Regions from separate parts of the Mus musculus genome. Here region 2 is linked to region 1. Evidence: chromatin contacts called from public Micro-C data. All regions are on one chromosome and are shown on one strand. Each heading gives the region's core, a stretch centred on a gene start, on an enhancer-like site or on the middle of the called end of the contact. The rest is flanking DNA. Distances are from core to core; before and after follow the strand shown.

The links. A called contact is a pair of places that touch in the nucleus more often than the background predicts.
Region 2: a Micro-C map of granulosa cells shows a contact between it and region 1, with 2.4 times the contacts expected there. The contact joins two enhancer-like sites. A contact is called at or near these places in 1 of 15 datasets of contacts at CTCF or cohesin (pro-B cells), 21 of 484 Hi-C or Micro-C datasets (the 63-12 cell line, MC3T3-E1-derived osteoblasts, Sertoli cells and 16 more), 2 of 115 datasets of contacts at active chromatin or transcription factors (the 230-238 cell line and cardiomyocytes) and 2 of 9 other capture datasets (adipose tissue and liver).

The regions. Positions count from the first base shown.
Region 1 is chr13:74,097,498-74,101,387 of GRCm38.p6, forward strand. It overlaps a transcript of Slc9a3 not described here. Among named protein-coding and RNA genes, the nearest start is that of Slc9a3, 22 kb to the right of the region's middle. Within about 2 kb of position 1,629, at least 8 of the 459 cell types and tissues checked have an H3K27ac peak or open chromatin away from gene starts, as enhancers often do. A contact at or near this core is called in granulosa cells, where this site is marked.
Region 2 is chr13:74,181,446-74,185,335 of GRCm38.p6, forward strand. Exoc3 (exocyst complex component 3) reads right to left here. Exons shown (of 13, transcript NM_177333.4): 7 at 3,228-3,328; 8 at 832-942; 9 at 599-749. Among named protein-coding and RNA genes, the nearest start is that of Exoc3, 25 kb to the right of the region's middle. Within about 2 kb of position 1,741, at least 4 of the 459 cell types and tissues checked have an H3K27ac peak or open chromatin away from gene starts, as enhancers often do. A contact at or near this core is called in granulosa cells, where this site is marked.

The DNA.
Region 1 (3,890 bases), core at 379-2,878:
GTTCCTCCAAGGCTAACAAGCACTAGCCTTTCTAAGACCCCCATGGTTCGAGCCTCAGCCCAGGGGCAGGTTAGCACACTCAGATTTGCTCTACCCCCCCCCCCCGCCCCTCGCCCCCAGCTCCACTATAGAATGTGGCAGGACCAGAGACTGGGTTCTCAGTGGTGTGAAGTTCAATCTTGTGCTCATTCCTACCCTAGCCATACTACTCAGGCCTGAAGGGGTCTAAGAGGTGGGGGTCCTCATTTTCTGGTGGCCCAGGAGCCCATCAGAGAGAAGGCTGTCCCCACCACAGGTTATTTCCCCAGTGGCCCAGGCTCAGGCCAATCCAGCAGGTGTCTGGGTTCCTCTGGCCTGTGGCTGTTTCTCACTACTGGTCCTGAAACTGTTTTTACCTTCACATCGTGTGTTGCTATTTTGAGTTTTTGTTCTTGATTTTTAGATCATTGACTTAGTGTGTGTGTGTGTGTGTGTGAATGTGTATATATATATATATATATATATATATATATGTATATATATATATATATATATATGAACTTGTATGGAAGCCAGAAGTAATTCTCTCTCTCTCTCTCTCTCTCTCTCTCTCTCTCTCTCTCTCTCTCTCTCTCTCTCTCTCTCTCTCTCTCTCTCTCTATCTCAGTGTTTGAGGCAGGGTCTCTCAGTGAACCTGGAGATCACTAATTGGCTGGACTGGCTCGTCAGTGAGCTCCAAAGCTGACTCAACCTGAACTCCTGAGTGCTGGGATTACAGGTTCATGCCAGTACAACCTGCTTTCATGTAGGTGCTGAAGATCTGAGCTGAACTACTCATGCCTGCCAAGGCAAGGGATTTACTAAATGAGCCATCTCCCGGATTCCTAGATTTTGGCTCTTTTGAGACACAGTCTTGCTTTGTAGTCCTGGCTGGCCTCAGACTCACTGTATAGTCCAGGCTAACCTCAGACTTGTGGCAATACTCATTCTTCTGACTCCTAGGTGTTGGGATTACAGGAATATGCCAGCATATTAGCCATACCATTTGTTTGAGTCAGAATCAACTATAGCCACAAGTCAGATTTTATGCTCCCCCATGGTCCTGCATGGGTACACACCTAGGAGCCATGCTTAGTCAAACTTGGCCTTTCCCACACATAATTACCTTATATCAAACTGGTAATATAAAAGGATTTGCCCCTGATCACACAGTTCTGTGTGTGTGCAAACCTCTATCGTTGGTGGTGGGCAGTTTTGGAGGGAACTTTAGGGATTCACACCTAAAGGTCAGATTCAGGAGCCTTGTAGTCAGGGATTGTTTCGGAATGGCTGGTCATCTGGGCAGTAGATCTCGCCTCTGTTCCCCAAGCAGATCGGGGATGCAAGCTCTCCCAGAAGCACTACCAGTTCACTCTCCTTGAGGGAAGCAGCATTTCCCTAAGGGTCTCATTTTCTAGGGGTAAGCCACCAACTTCCCCAGCTGCTGCGAATTAGGTAAGACAGGGTCCCTGAAGGCAGAACCCAGTTGCCATACTTGCCCTGTGCCAACAGGAATTGTTGTGCTGATTATTCACGAAATGGCAGTGTGTGGAGGCAGTGTTGTCCCCGGCGGTGCGTTCCACTCATAGAAGTGCAAGGTCACCCAGTGAGATAGCCACACCTCATCTCAGAGCCCACTCCAGTATTTGACTTCTGTAACCTCCCAGGCACCCTAGAAGAGGCTGGGTGCTGAGTTTCGTTTCTATTTATAGTTATCTTGTTCTATGTTGAGGATAATTTTATAACCTGATTGAAATTCCTCTGGGAAGTAGGTAGGGGTGTACACCCTAAATAGATAAGGTGCCCTGTGATTTGGTGAAAGGCAATATTCGTTTATTTCCCCTGTCGTAAAAATGCTCTACAATCTGAGTGAAGCAAGAGTTGACAACCTGGGAGATGCCCCAGAAGGGAGGTGAAGGCAGCACTCGATGATTTGCATATAAAACTCAAAATGGGAGGAGAGTTTATAGGGAGAGTAGAGCAAGGCTAGATACCCCTGCTGCCTGGTTTCCTGTTCTTCCTGTCTTCTTTTGGTGTGTCTAGCCAGTTTCTGCTCAGCCATGTGAAGAATGGACTGGAATCTCAGGGTGAAGGATGCTCAGAGGGCAGCATCCACCTCCCCAGCTGAAGCTCTTACTAATTACCATCGGGCTTAGTCTGTGGTTTCTTTTCCAGAGCCCAGTCTCCTCTTTCCATAATGGAGTCTTCTCCTCCTAGATAAGTAGAGTAGGAGAAAATATGTGAAGACTGGACCTTGCACGAGGACAGGAATGATTGGACGTTTATTCTGGCAAGGGTCACTGGAGCTGCATAGCACTGGGCTGTGGAAGTCACTTTTTTTTTTTTAAATGTAAGAACTAATATAAAGTTCCTCACTCGCCTACATTTTATTTAACAGCTTTACTGAGGGTCAATTGACATACAATCAACCCTATAAAGAATCAATTCTATGTTCTGACATGTGTCTCTACTGGAGAAAATACCACCATAAACAAGATAAGAGATTTTTCCATCACCCATAGGTCCTTGTGTCCCTGAAGTTCCCTCCCTGTTCATGACCCATCTTAGCACAGCCAACCTGGCTCACCCTGAAGGGATAGCCAGTTTTCATCTTCTAGAACTCTTACAGAATTATACACCGTGACTTTTAACCTTTTGTCTTTCTGCCTTCACTCAGAAGAGCTGTTCTGAGACTCAGTTCTGATCTGAGGCACAGCCTTAGTCATGTTCACAGGCTAGTTGTATCCCATTATATAAGTGAACCATAACCTTTCATTATGGTGCTCACTTGAGTTCTTTCCAACTTTGTCATTACTTTAGCCATCCTCACTTTCTTTGATTATGACCAACACAATGTGGTTTTTCTCCAAGACTTTAGTTTTAGCTTAACTTTTTTATTTATACTTAAAAGTTGTGTTTGTTTTTTGTTTTGTTTTGTTATGTTATGTTTTTTAAGAAATAGATAACTGGACCTTAGATGCCCCCACCTCCAATCTGAAACACTTTTAAAAATCATTTTAATTGTAGTGTTTAGACCATTTATATTTAATGTGATTGTGAAAGGTAGAACTTAAACAGGCTATTTTTGTTTTCTATTTGTTCCATCCATTCTTTGTTCTCTTTTGTTTAGTTTTCCCTTTTCTCTATGATTTCATTTTACTTCCTTTGGGGGTTTAGTTTTATTTGTTGTCTTAGAATCTCTGGCACGCCTGTATTCTCGTAGTCTCCCATCAAGTGACAACACTGAACTAAGGGACTTTCAGCTGTGTTTTCCGATTCTTCCCTCCTGGCCTTTGAGCTGTTTCGGACACACGCTTTTCCTACATACACTGTAATGCCATTTACTATGCAGTAACAATTTGCTTCCCATACCTAAGAGATCACAAGACACAATGCCTGATGTCTATAGAGTCTTGAAAGCATTTGCTTCATGTCTTATTTCTAAGTCTTTATTTGGTTCAGACCACTGGTAGTGTAATCCTGGTCCTACTTACTTCTTACTTGGAAGGGGCCTCAATTAAATAATTGTTAAAAATAACTTTTTAAAATAACATACTTTAAAAAATAACTTTTTCTTTGTTTTTATGTCATCTGTGTTCAGTGTAAAAAGAAAAAGTGAAACTTTAGATAAAAAGTAAAAGTTAATTAAAATAAGTACAATGTATCCTAAATCTTAGCTTCCAGTAGTGTACAGTAAGGCTGTGTCTGCCCAGAAACTTTTTTGCACACATCTGTATTAGTTTCCAATTTAATGACAATCACAGTGTATATGTGTGTCTGAGTTTTTTCCCCCGGTATCACATAGTTTTCCGTATCCTTGAAATTCTGTTATAGCATTGCTTATTTATAACTTTGTTTTCTGGGTTCACATA
Region 2 (3,890 bases), core at 491-2,990, 84 kb after region 1:
TCCCCATAGCTCTGGGGTTACAGGCATTCATGGCCATACTCATGGGTTCTGAGGATCTAAACTCAGTAAGGCATGATTTAAAAAAAAAAAAAAAAAAAAAAGATTCCTTTGCAGCAAGACCCACAGATGGTCAGTTTTATTTTTTTAATATAAGGTTATTCCTGCCAAGGCATTTAACTATGCTGGTATCTGTGTTCCAAAGTGGTCCTATTTGTTTATGGTGCACTATGCTTTTGGTGTGAATGAAAATTGTTTTGTTAGTGATTTTGGGTGCGTTATATGTTGGAGTTTTGTGAGGTTGATTGATGTGACCTGTGTACTCTCAGCTGAGTTTTGTTATTGGTTTCCGCATACTTGATTTATCCTGAACTTTCTACTGTTTGATACCTAATCACTTCCTGGATCCTTTATCTGAATTTGCCTAGAGAGGCAGGCAGACAAGCCTTTGACTGTAGCTTAGTACAGATGCAAGGGAACATGGCAGCTCACATATAGCAGTTACATGAGGCAGGAGGCAGTGTAGTCCATAGAACATGCAACCCTCCAACCCCCGCCCTACCCCATGCTCTAGCCCCAGGGGTGGAGGAGCCAAGCTCACCTCTAGATCCAGGAAGACCTCCTCTAGCAGACTGCTGCAGCCTTCCTTAGCAATGGCGTCTAGAATCCCATCCATGCTTGGCTGACTCAGACACAGGCCCTCCTCTGCTTCAGTTTTTAGGTACTTCCTTTTCAGACTGATGATGGATTCTCTGCAAGGAAACATCAAGGGCTCAGGGAAATAGCTACATGCTTGCATGCTCTCTGTCCCGCTCTGTCTTACACAGCACTTACTTGAAGGTCTGGCAGTTATTGATGATGGCAATCATGTACTGCACATAACAGTGTGGGTGTTGCCGGTTTCTCAGGTGCTCTTCTTTGTAAAGCTGGGCTTCATCTTTGTATCTGAAATCACATTGGGGAATCCCAAAGCTGTCTACAGTGCCAGGTAGATATCATGTCTGTCAGGGAATTCATATCACCACTTTTGGACCAGAGGAGTCTTTAAACATAAGCGTACTTTTGAATAGTCTATATTAATGATAGAGGAGAGTCAATCATGTTAAATGAATTTTAAAAATAATTTTTGTAGCAGGCTTTGAAATATGGTTTGGTATTCTGAGATAAAGATATTGTGAAAAACATAACTATAACTAGGAAAGTATCTCAGTAATTCATGAACAGTTCACCCTACAACTCATAGAACAGGACTAGAGAGATGACTCAGTAGGTAAAGGTACTTGCCACGAAAGCCTGTCCACCTGAGGTAGATCCCCGAAACTCACGTAAAGGTAGAAAGAGAACCAACTGCACAAAGTTGTCCTCTGATTTCACATGTACACCATGGCACAGTACCCACTCCACTCCTCCACAAAACCCTCAAAAGTGTGAGAAACATTATCATATACTTGATAAGATGTCCCTTTTCAAAAACACCATGAAGAAATGAGACAAAAATATAACCAGTCTTGAAATATCTGGAAAACCAACAACTAGAATGCCACTGTTGCATTCTGCATAATTTTTGACACATTAATCTGTTAAACTGTTAATTAGTGAAGAAGATTTACACATTTATTTTGATTTTTCTCATCTGTGGTTCCAGATCAACCACGGAAAAATCCTCTTCATAGAAGATTCCACCTCAAAAATGAAGTGACTGACTAGGAAGTGACCCTGAGAAGTGACCTTGAGATACTTTGGCAATAACCCCATAAATGGGCCGAGGAGCTCAGCTGTAATTCTATGGATGGAATGTGGAGATCAGTTATAACTCTGTGACTGAGAGGAATCAAATCATGTGCTCCCCCAGGTGGGTAGCAGATGGGATTCTAAGGAATGGAGGAGCCTGGTTGGCAACTGAGCTGTCAGAGATATGACATATGACCACTAATGTTGAAGACATGTGTTGGTAAGCAAAAAGAGATCCATGTCAGCCTCTGGAGCAGTTGGTGAAGAGGGGAGAAGCAGCCTTCATGATCCAGAAGCCTACAGACTTAGACTACAGTGACAGACCTGCCAACCTAGCAGTTGAAAGCGTGGGACAGTGAAAGGCAGCCTGTGTTTTGGTTGAGCAAAGCTTAATCTGGAAACCCAGTAGAAAACTCTACAAGGGATTGAACAGTGAGCCACGGTCCCAGACATAGGCGCCCAACACCACAGAGCTCCCAACTCCATAATCCTATAAGTCATGCAGACAATGTCCCAAGCTCCTAGCATTCTGACTAGACTCCACCCTCACAGTTACCTGACAATAGCCAGGTATGCTCCTCCCAACAGTTACCCTGTAACAGCAAGATAGCCCAGCCCACTATAAAAGGGGCTGTTTGGCCCCTCCTCTCTCTTAAGCTCTCACCTCTCTTATTCTCATCTCTAGCTCTCCGTCTCCTCCTCTCTTCCCCCTCCCCCACGTGGCCATGGCCAGTCTCTCTCCTTCTACCTTCTCTCTTTCTCTCAGTCTTTCTACAATAAAGCTCTAAAACCATAGACTGTCTCTGCTCATCGAGGCTTGCTGTGTTGGGGCAACAGAGCAGGCTTTCCTCTAAAGAGCTGTGTCTAACCTCCCTCCAGAAGGCCTTCCTGCACTCCAGCCACGGACCGGACCAAGGGCTCTCACCACGTGGGAACCACCCAGTGCCCCCTCTCCCCCTGCCCTCTTCCTTCGGCCCCGGGCAGGGCTGACTGAGCTGCCAGAGCTCTGGCAGGACTTGGGTTCTCTCCCACCGCTTTATTTCCCTGCAACCCGCTGCCCGACAGAAACCATAAACTCTAACATGAGATGTCAGATATCCACTACATGACTGATGTTGTTGAGGTTATAACAGAATCTAGGACATGGACAGCAACATCTGAGCATCACAGTGATAGAAGGGAGGCACAGAAGGGAGCAATAGTATAAGAGACAGGGCATGTGAGGATGGCCTAGAAGACTTGGGCTGTATGATGGGAGGACAGATCTCATGGGATTCTTTTCTGTAGACTTGAACATCTTTATGTGAACAATTCACAGGAAAAGGCCCAAAGGGAAACAGTATGTTACATGCCCCATCTGATCTTCTTTTTAAATACTTTTTACATTTCTGAACAACAAAGGGGGCTAATCTTTTAATAACAGCATCCTAGAATCAACAAATTTTGCTCTTAATTTAAACACATAATTTGTAATTTAGATTACTGGCAAAAATACATACCTACTTAGGAAAGAATTCATTTGCTGAAGACACAACACTAATACCTTTGTTTTCAAATCTTCACTTATTTGAGCAGCAACTTGAAGATTCTGTTCGAACATCTAAAAATTGAAAAAGGGAGACACAAAAAGAAAACAATAGTATAAAAGAACAGGGCATCAAGAATTGTGAAACAGTCTCACAAGAGCATAGAATAATGTCTCCATTAATAAAATTCTATCTGGGACAACCTTCTCCAAGGTCTGGTTAGTCTGCCTGACTCTTTCTACTTGACACATATTCTCCAACCTGCTAGATCTAGCCTGGAGCCCTTGTCTAGTTCCCTGGCCTAGTCTGGTCACCCCTGTTGCACCTCAAACAACCTCTAGGCATCTCCCATAATCCACTCTGCCTGCTCTTGACTCACAGACCTAACACATAATATCCAACCTCTCACTGAGCCAGATCTATTCTCACACCCCCACCCCAAGCTTGGACCAGGACACATATCCTTCAGAGCAGTCCAGTCACCTTTGTCACATGCTTTTCATTCCTGCCAAGCAATTTCCAACCTCTAGACCCAACCTGCCTATGTATCCTGCCCTTTCTTCTACCCCAACCTGCTCTGTCATATCAGACACAGAACTAACAAAAGAAGTCCATACGCCCAGAATTTATCACAAA